3 separate regions of the Mus musculus genome follow, and all the other regions are linked to region 3. The links are chromatin contacts, called in public Hi-C maps. All regions are on one chromosome and are shown on one strand. Each heading gives the region's core, a stretch centred on a gene start, on an enhancer-like site or on the middle of the called end of the contact. The rest is flanking DNA. Distances are from core to core; before and after follow the strand shown. Region 1 overlaps Cdcp3 (CUB domain containing protein 3). Region 2 overlaps Dmbt1 (deleted in malignant brain tumors 1). Region 3 holds the start of 2310057M21Rik (RIKEN cDNA 2310057M21 gene).

Region 1 (2,710 bases), core at 105-2,604, 180 kb before region 3:
GGAAAATGTGTAAGCATTCGCAGTTGTCTTTGTTGCTCTGCTAGGTGTCTCATCCGTACCATCTATTTGGCCTCCCCAGAACACACACACACACACACACACACACACACACACACACACACACACACACACACACTCCACGACCTGACAAGATCCACAAGTACAGGGAGAACCCCGGCTGAGTTGTTCTGGTTTCTCTAAAGCAAAGCCTTCACCATCAGAACCCACTCTTCTCCCATTCCAACTCCAGAGGTGCCCACATCTCCTGATACAGGCAGAAAGACAAAGGATGCTAACTGGGAAAAATGAGCAGTTGGCTTGTCAGTGAGAGAACAAATACCGATGAGCTGATCAGTAGCCTTACTTCCCAAACGGCACAAACCCAGGGTTGCCTGCCCTGAGCAGAGACTCCGAAATCCCATTCTCTCTACAAGTCTAAGAGAGACCAAAGTTGCATTTTTATATAGAATTTGAAATAGCTAGCACAAGCTAGCATAAATCCCTTAAGAAACTGCATCTGTTTAGCTGTGGCCATTCCAGCATGGCAAACCAACCCTCACTGAAAGATGTGAGCACGATTCACACTACCATGTACACATCCCCACAAATACTGAACAAAGGCAGATGACCTTCCCTTCCCAGATAGCACTGGCCTTTGCGCACTAGCCCTGTGTAACCAGTTCTAGGCTGAGCTTCCCACTGAGCACACAGTGCAACAGCAAGCTGATTTTTCCCTCTCCCCATCGATTGATTCACTTTGCATTCTACCTTCTCTTCCTCATAGAATCAGAACACATTCTCATAGAAAATGAAACTTCAAGAGATGTTGGTAAGAGCAAAGACCTTGGCACCTCTTTAACAGAGCACCTACAAGCTCCCCCAGTCCCTTAATTGCGTTCACTACCATAGCCCACGTGGGAGGCAGGGGAGGGCAGGAGGCAAACAATGGATTTCATCAGAAGGACCCAGCAAAAGAAAGAAAAATGAAAAGGCTTTAACCATGTAGGTAGTATTTCACCCCCAAACTGCTTTGTTCTGTTGCCCAAACATATTTCAGAGAACTCTGGAGGAAAAATGCATCTGCCCTGGCAGATTTTAGTTCACAGATGCAACTGAACTCAGATTGCCTAAGGAGACTCCTAACTTGAGACAAGGACAGAAAGGGGAGTCCCAGGATAATGTGCTTAACAACCAAGTCTCTTGATGTCCTCCATTGCAATACCACAGGAGTGCTTTTATAGAAGCCTCCGACTCTGCTGCCTTCTGGAAGCAGTGAATTGGTGCACATCGTCCGATATGTAAATGACTCTGAGCACCCTGAACGCATCACTTTTCACTCCTCCTACTGAACACTCTCTCTGCCTACACACAGTCACAGTGCCAGCTCATGCCCGCTCTGTGGGATGCCACACATACTTGGATGAGGGCTCTTTGTGTGGTAATGACGTCTTTTTATTTACTTTGCTCTTAGATGCTGAACTCTTAACACCATTTCCTGGTGGTGAGTTAAGGTTTCCTGGCTCCTTGTGTGATGCGATTTGGCGGGTATCACATTTCTAACCAGTGGGTAGATCAGTAGCCACACAAATCTTACTGGATAGAACAACTTCACCAGAGAATCCCTGTGTACTCACCCCGCTTTGTTTTGGTTGTCTTGTCTTGCTTACTGGGTTGAAGGAAGTTCTACCCTCTTCCCAGGTGCTCTTGGTCCAAGTAACTCCTTTCTGCTCCTCTTCAAGCCTTGAGTCCTTTGTCATTTAGAAGAGACATCACTATCCCTACCACCCGTTACTCACTCTCAACCCATTACCAATAGCCACCTTTGCTTGTTAGCACTTGGCATGCTTGCAGAACTCCATCTAATTCTACACTAAAATGACTCACTATAGCAAAGTGGTAGCATGGCCAGTGGGTCCTGCCTTAAGGATTGAATGTCCAAAGACATCTCACAGCTCTTCCTGAAAATCCTCACTCAGCCAGGATGAGTCAGAATTCACCTTTGCTGCTAGACTCTGACCTCTGTGCCAAAAAGGGCCAGGTCCATCCTGCTAATGACAGGATCCCCTGTGCTATCTACTCAGATGTAGTGTGTGTGAGTGTTTGGTGTTAAATTTAGGATCCTAGGAGACCCAAGTAGAGTAGCCTCTCTCCAGCAGTATTTTGTACTTTTAAGACTGGCCACAGTTGCAGCTCATGAATGGGTCAGGACGGTGCTCCGGGCGCGTAGAAGTTTACTACCATGGCCAGTGGGGCAGGGTTTGCGATGACCAGTGGGACCTACGTGAAGCCGACGTGGTGTGCCGACAGCTCAACTGCGGGCGTGCCCTCGAAGCCCCAGTCCAGGCACGATTTGGTGATGGTCCAGGGGAGTTTCTGCTGGACGAGATGGACTGTACTGGGACAGAGAGTTTTTTAGGGCAGTGTCCTCATGCTGGCTGGCACCTACATAACTGTGGTCCTGGAGAAGATGCCAGTGTCATCTGTGAAGGTAAGGACCACCTCTATCCCCAACAGTGCACATCTTGTGATCAAGATTGCACCTACACCGATGCCTCTGGCACCTTTGTCTCCACAGCTGCAATCCCAAGTTGGCCCTGCAGCTTGGGTATGCCAGATGTAAAGAGGCGCGGGTAATTTGAGTGCTCAGGGCTTTGAGCTCAGGATTTTTAGACACTGGATGTTGACATAGATTTTATGCAGAAAACAGTGG
Region 2 (2,708 bases), core at 127-2,626, 250 kb before region 3:
CCTGCTGAGACTCACACTCACTTAGTTGCCACAGTTGCCATTTCTTGAGTGATCAACAGGAGTGGTGGTGGTGGGGCAATGCTTTGACATCATACTATGACATTGTCGTCTACAAAATTCATAATGGAGTACTGAATATTGACTTACAAAAGCATGTACCCTGCTTGGCATTTTGAGTAGTGTGGCCCATGGGCCATCATGGTTTAGACAGGACTAGTAGAGTGGTCACCCATCTTGATTTGCTTGAGACTTGGTGATTTTAACATAGACTGCCCTGTTGTCATCCTGTCAGTGGAAGGCACTGTGCTGAGTCCATGTTCTACTTCCAAAATGTTATTTTATTATTTTATGTTTTGAAGCAAAGTTTCTCCATGCAGTTCTTGATGGTTATGTAGACCAGATTTGGCTTTGAACTCACAAAGATCTGCCTACCTTTGTCTCTTGAATCCTGGGATTAAAGACTCACAATACCATGTCTGGCTATGCCCAAATTCTTAACAAGTACTCTTGTATTGTCAGTCCCACTTTAGAAGTGAGGAAATTGAATGAAGAGAGATCAGGCCCATTGACCAAAGCCATGTAGACCAATAGGATAGGGCTGACACCACAAGTCAAGACTCTCAGAAACATCCTGCTAAGAAAAAGAAGCCAAACACAGAAGAGTTAGACAAAAATTCTATGTATATCACTATTAGATAGAAATGTGCCATTCATGCTAAATTTAGCAAAAGAGAATGACTGTGCAATAGGAAAAAGGGTTTCATGGGTGGCCTGCTTCTAGGTTAGCAGGATGGAGATGGTTGGGCAATGGAAAAGTGGTGTGTCTTACTATGGTGGTATGTACAGGACAGACAAGTTCAGATGCCTGTAATGCAGCAGATACGTGATAAGCATTTGCCATATGCCAGGAACTGTGTGGAGGGCTACAGGGCATTCCTTCCCGTTCCTCTGACACACAGTACACACTGAGAGAGGAACTGGGCACTCAGCCAATAAGGCGGGCCTTGGGTCATCCCTATGACTGTGATCCAGATCTCCTGGTGAGACTCTAAACACCCAGGAGTTCCTTCAGAACTTAGTGGGTGAGATGAGCTACTCACAGAGAAGAATGCGTATCAGCCAGGCACTGTGTGAAGGGCTACGGATTCCTTCCGCTTCCTCTGACACACAGCTGGGTTTGTTATTTTGCTCTTTAAGTTAAACATGTCACCTCCAGCCTTTGGTGAGTCGGCCACTGAAGGTGATTACTGCTCCTTTTTTCAAATGTGCAGCCCGGAGAATCAAGCATCTCAGAAGCTTGCTGGTGGCACTTCATAGATCACTGAGGGCATCTAACCAGCGTGCCAGCCCTGCCTGTTCTAACTGGAATGAGCCTGGGTAGCACTTGCTGCATTCTTGTCTCCCCACTTATGAAACAGCTGCAGAACCTATCAAACTGAGTGCTTCAGAGGCAGGGCTAATTTTATTTACCTTTGCCATCCTTGGTGTTCTGGTACAGAACCCAAGACTTTATGATAGTATCAACAACTATTATGTATGGCAGGGCACTGAACGGAGACTTCTACATGACTTATAAAAGTCTCAGGAAGCCTTTTATCCTCCCTTAATCACAGGAGATAAAAAAAATCTTAGAGAAACTGAGCCAAGTATCCAGGGACACATACTCAGGAACTGTGGAGTCAGTGTGCTCTGTAGCAGGCTATTTATGGCTTCGTCAGGCTGCCACACACTGGGAAGGTGATGTGTTGGCTGGTGTCACAGAATGGATGAGCTTTCTCACAGTGAAAGGCATGCCAGGACACTGAGAACCCAGGTCTCTCAGTAGATTCACACATAGGACTTTCTGTCACATTGGTTGTGTTTCTACCTAGGCAGATGCCTAAGAAGAATTTTAATCTAGAGTCATAATGGCCCCTTCCAGTCAAGAAATAAGTTTTCATTCTGTGCTTACTGTTTAGAGAAGATTCAGAACTGAGCTCTGTCACAGAGAGACATATATGGACTTCATGTGTAAACTCATGTTAAATATAATTTGAGAGACATATGTGGTTTGTAACACCATTGGTACCAAAATATGAATGGTTAAAAACTTTGAAGAATTCACAGAAGAAATACAGTATGCTTCCCCTGAGAACTTGGAAAGCAAAAGTTCTGTCTGTTGGTTCTTCTCCAGACCTGGGTCTGGAGTGCAGGCTCTGATGCCCTCTGTCGATCAGGCTGGCCATGCCCTAGGCTCTGGTCAGTCTGTGGAGGGAACGATCAGGCTAGAGAAGATAAAGGAAGAGTCAACAAAGTTACCCCCAAAGCTCTTGTCTTATGTTTAGATTACATTACATGCAGAGTAGAGTTCTCAACAATAGACAAGAAGTAGAAAGGTCTTTATCCTGGAAAAAAATTAATTATATGTAAGTTGCATGAGTGCACTGGCAACAAATGGGGCCTTGTCCAGGTCCCAACCAATTAGAACAGAGCTTCACCATTCACAGCTGGCATGACTAGAGTGGAAAACACTCTCTTCATCTGTCTCTGTTTCCCCCCTCCCCCATGTGTGTCTATCTGTCTGTCTCTGATCTGTCCTGCCCTGCCATACCTTTTTTTTTCCACTATGAAGAGTACAATTGCTTTAAATTCTGGATAGTGTCCACGCCACCCTTCTATTATTCTGCTCTTACAACATACAGGGCTCTAAGCATAAGGGACTGGGAGAA
Region 3 (2,800 bases), core at 294-2,793:
ACGCTCTATAAACACTACTATTCTTTCCAACACAGGCAGGACCTAGAGCATGCATTATGTTCAGGACAGATCTGGGCAGAACCCTGTACAAGACTGGGGGGAAAAAAAAATCACAAACTGTCCATCTTTTAATAGGTCAGTAAATAGGCTGCCGTGACAGTCTTAGTTTGATATATCAATCACAAGGAGCCTTCTAGAAGGGAAGAGAGTCAGTTTCAGAATGTCTAATGGTTGTTAAACAGATCCTGCTGAGATACGTGAGAACAAGAATGCTTACCTGGACTGCATTCTAATAAAGCTCTTCCACTAATTACCAGTGACCCGCCAACTCACTTCCAGTTAACTAGCCCGAAATCTCCATATTTTTAAGCTTGCTCATCAACCCTGCCGTTGGAAGGCTTAGTGGTCTAACCTATGTCTATTGGCATGTTTTTAACTTCTCTTCCCTAATGACTCCTGTCCTGTCAGTCTCAGAAAATCCACAAACATTACGAGCTGAGAATAAAGACACTGATTCATATGAACACTTTCATCTAGACAAGTCACAAACCTGTCATCCAGGACAGTGCAGGCAGTCTTGCCTCGACTGGTTCCACAATACTCCTCTCCTAAGTATACTTCCATGTTTCTTGCTGAACTCAGAACGCCAACCGAAAGGATTTCTTCACCCCCATTAGGGCCACAGTTCAGGTAAATGAAGCAGGGGTTTTCATCTCGGGGGCTCAGGCTGCTTTTCAGACTAACCGGATCCTGGCTGAGAAGAAAATTGAAAAAAAAAAATCACAGAGATAAGTTTTCCGAGTAGAAGCATAACCCATTAATCCTTTCAAACTCACCTCTACTTGCCATGAGAACCAAGAACCTTCCCCATCACCCACAGATACTTCTCACAGAATTAATAAGGAACAGAGGTTTGAGGCGTCAGGGCATTCATTCCCGTCCACTTTTCCTAGACCGTGGACAGCCTATTCAACTATCTAATTCATTCGCAGTCAATTAAAAGCGTTTACTGAATGTTAAAACAACCATGTGTCTTTTTCCAAGACGCCGTGGTTCTTGTTCCCCCCAAATAGAAGACTGGGGGCGTTCGCGGGTGGGGGGCGAGGAGGATTGTAACAGGAGGGCATCTTGAACACGAGTTTCCCGGCCTCTCCGGCCCAGCGCGCACCCTTTGCCCGCAGCCTCGCCCACCTCCAGGCACCACCGCTCTCCCCCATGCCGTCCCCGCGGCCTCGCTCGGCTCCCTCGCCCGTCTCGGCTCCCGTCCTCCTCCCGGCTCCTCAGCAGCGTGACTGTCACCCGACCCCGGCCCTGGCCCGGCGCACCTCGGAGCTGGCGGCTCCAGTAGCTGCTCGAAGTCCAAGTCTTGGGCACGTGGCCCAGTCCGGGTAAGAAAAAGGCTTTGGGTCAGCGCCCCGCACGCCGCATCCCAGGACGAGGTCAGCGTCGGGCCGCGGTCCAGTCCCGCGTCTTCGATCGCGGTCTCCATTCTGTCTCCTCCAACCCAGGCGGCGTCGGAACCTCTCTCGCAGAGCTTGCGTTTCCTTCAGTGCCCAGGGGAGGTGAAGGTTCAGCACAACTTCCGGTTCTTCCCCCGACCCCACCCCATCCCACTCCAACCCTTCCCATCCCGGGACCCAACCACCACACGTGCGCATGCGTGTTCGTCTCCCTTCCAGAAGTTGGTTTAAAATCTCCGCGGAAAAGAGCCAGGGGTTGGCTCGTGCGCGGAATTCCTCCGCTCCTGGGGCAGGTGCCGCGCGCATGCGCAGTGCTCTGCGCGCGGGAACCCAGGGGTTTATTTCCACGTTGGCAAAGCAGCGACGCTTTAGGGTGGGAGGTGGGGTGGCGCCTGGGCGGTGTCGGCACCCTGAGGGTGGTACCAAAGCAGATAGGTGCGGTCTCCTTGGCTCAAGCAGCCTGTAAAGCCAGCTCCCAATCCGAGGTCCTCGGAAGAGGACTCCGGGGACCCTTCCTGCGCCAGCCCGTGGAGTGAAGGCCATGCAGGCTGCTTTTGAAGCAGTGCGACCACGGCTGATCGCGTTGTTTCACTGCTCAGGTCACCTCCGTGGGCTGTAGAGTGGAGCGCGGCGCTTAGCATTGCAGAATAATGCTGAGTGGCCGAAGGCACTAAACACTGAACCCACTAAGACCCGGCTTCCGAGCCTCAGGAACCCGGTGGAGCGTGCTTGCACGTCCTAAATGACAGAATTCTCAAGGTTAAAAATGTCCAAGAGGCTCAAAGCTGCGACTTAAGGTTTCTCACTCATAACCTTGACAAAAACTGGCAATGGGCCTTGGTCCCTTCAGAAGTACATTGTACGGTCAAACTTTCTGTGGTGACAAGTGGGACTTGAAACTTTATACTCATTGGAAAGAAAGCTAGGTATCGGCTGTCGTTCCACCCCATACCCACCCCCATTATCTTCCTGAAGTGGGTTGTGTAGATAATTTAAACATCTATTGAGGCGAGGGGAGAAATTTGTTTACAGAAATGTGGAGTACCTGAATTTTAAAGTTGTGCTTGAGGCCTTATATATAATTTCTGGGGAAGTTTTGTTCAGCCATAACCTAGTTTTGTCCCAGAACTTTTTGTTCATCGCTCAGAAAAAACGTTTTGCTTTAATTTTCATTTTAGTCTGTATGTGTACCCCTGTTCAAAAAACGTGTTTATGTCATCAAGAAAAAGATGATTGAATTCTATAGACAGTCACCAGAGTGTATGTATAATGTGTTCATCAAGTTTGAAAGAGAAATCAGAGATTCAGTATAAACAAAATCTAGAAACAGTAACCTTTAA

What was found. A called contact is a pair of places that touch in the nucleus more often than the background predicts.
Region 1: a contact with region 3 is called in a Hi-C map of the C2C12 cell line, with 2.6 times the contacts expected there. The contact joins the enhancer-like site here to the promoter of 2310057M21Rik in region 3. A contact is called at or near these places in 5 of 39 promoter capture datasets (the 3T3-L1 cell line, 3T3-L1-derived adipocytes, hippocampal neurons and 1 more), 2 of 484 Hi-C or Micro-C datasets (the C2C12 cell line and reprogramming fibroblasts) and 1 of 115 datasets of contacts at active chromatin or transcription factors (stem cell-derived neural progenitor cells).
Region 2: a Hi-C map of cerebellar granule neurons shows a contact between it and region 3, with 1.6 times the contacts expected there. The contact joins the enhancer-like site here to the promoter of 2310057M21Rik in region 3. A contact is called at or near these places in 3 of 39 promoter capture datasets (the 3T3-L1 cell line and hippocampal neurons), 4 of 484 Hi-C or Micro-C datasets (adipose-derived mesenchymal stem cells, cerebellar granule neurons, cortical neurons and 1 more), 2 of 115 datasets of contacts at active chromatin or transcription factors (astrocytes and forebrain) and 2 of 9 other capture datasets (adipose tissue and pancreatic islet).

Annotation. Positions count from the first base shown.
Region 1 is chr7:131,185,892-131,188,601 of GRCm38.p6, forward strand. All of the region lies in intron 2 of Cdcp3 (CUB domain containing protein 3), which reads left to right. Among named protein-coding and RNA genes, the nearest start is that of Cdcp3, 13 kb to the left of the region's middle. Within about 2 kb of position 1,355, at least 17 of the 459 cell types and tissues checked have an H3K27ac peak or open chromatin away from gene starts, as enhancers often do. A contact at or near this core is called in the C2C12 cell line, where this site is marked.
Region 2 is chr7:131,112,890-131,115,597 of GRCm38.p6, forward strand. All of the region lies in intron 45 of Dmbt1 (deleted in malignant brain tumors 1), which reads left to right. Among named protein-coding and RNA genes, the nearest start is that of 4933402N03Rik, 32 kb to the right of the region's middle. Within about 2 kb of position 1,377, at least 6 of the 459 cell types and tissues checked have an H3K27ac peak or open chromatin away from gene starts, as enhancers often do. A contact at or near this core is called in cerebellar granule neurons, where this site is marked.
Region 3 is chr7:131,361,183-131,363,982 of GRCm38.p6, forward strand. It overlaps 2310057M21Rik (RIKEN cDNA 2310057M21 gene), which reads right to left and starts at 1,544. Exons shown (of 6, transcript NM_026655.4): 1 at 1,326-1,544; 2 at 551-754. The coding sequence starts at 1,489.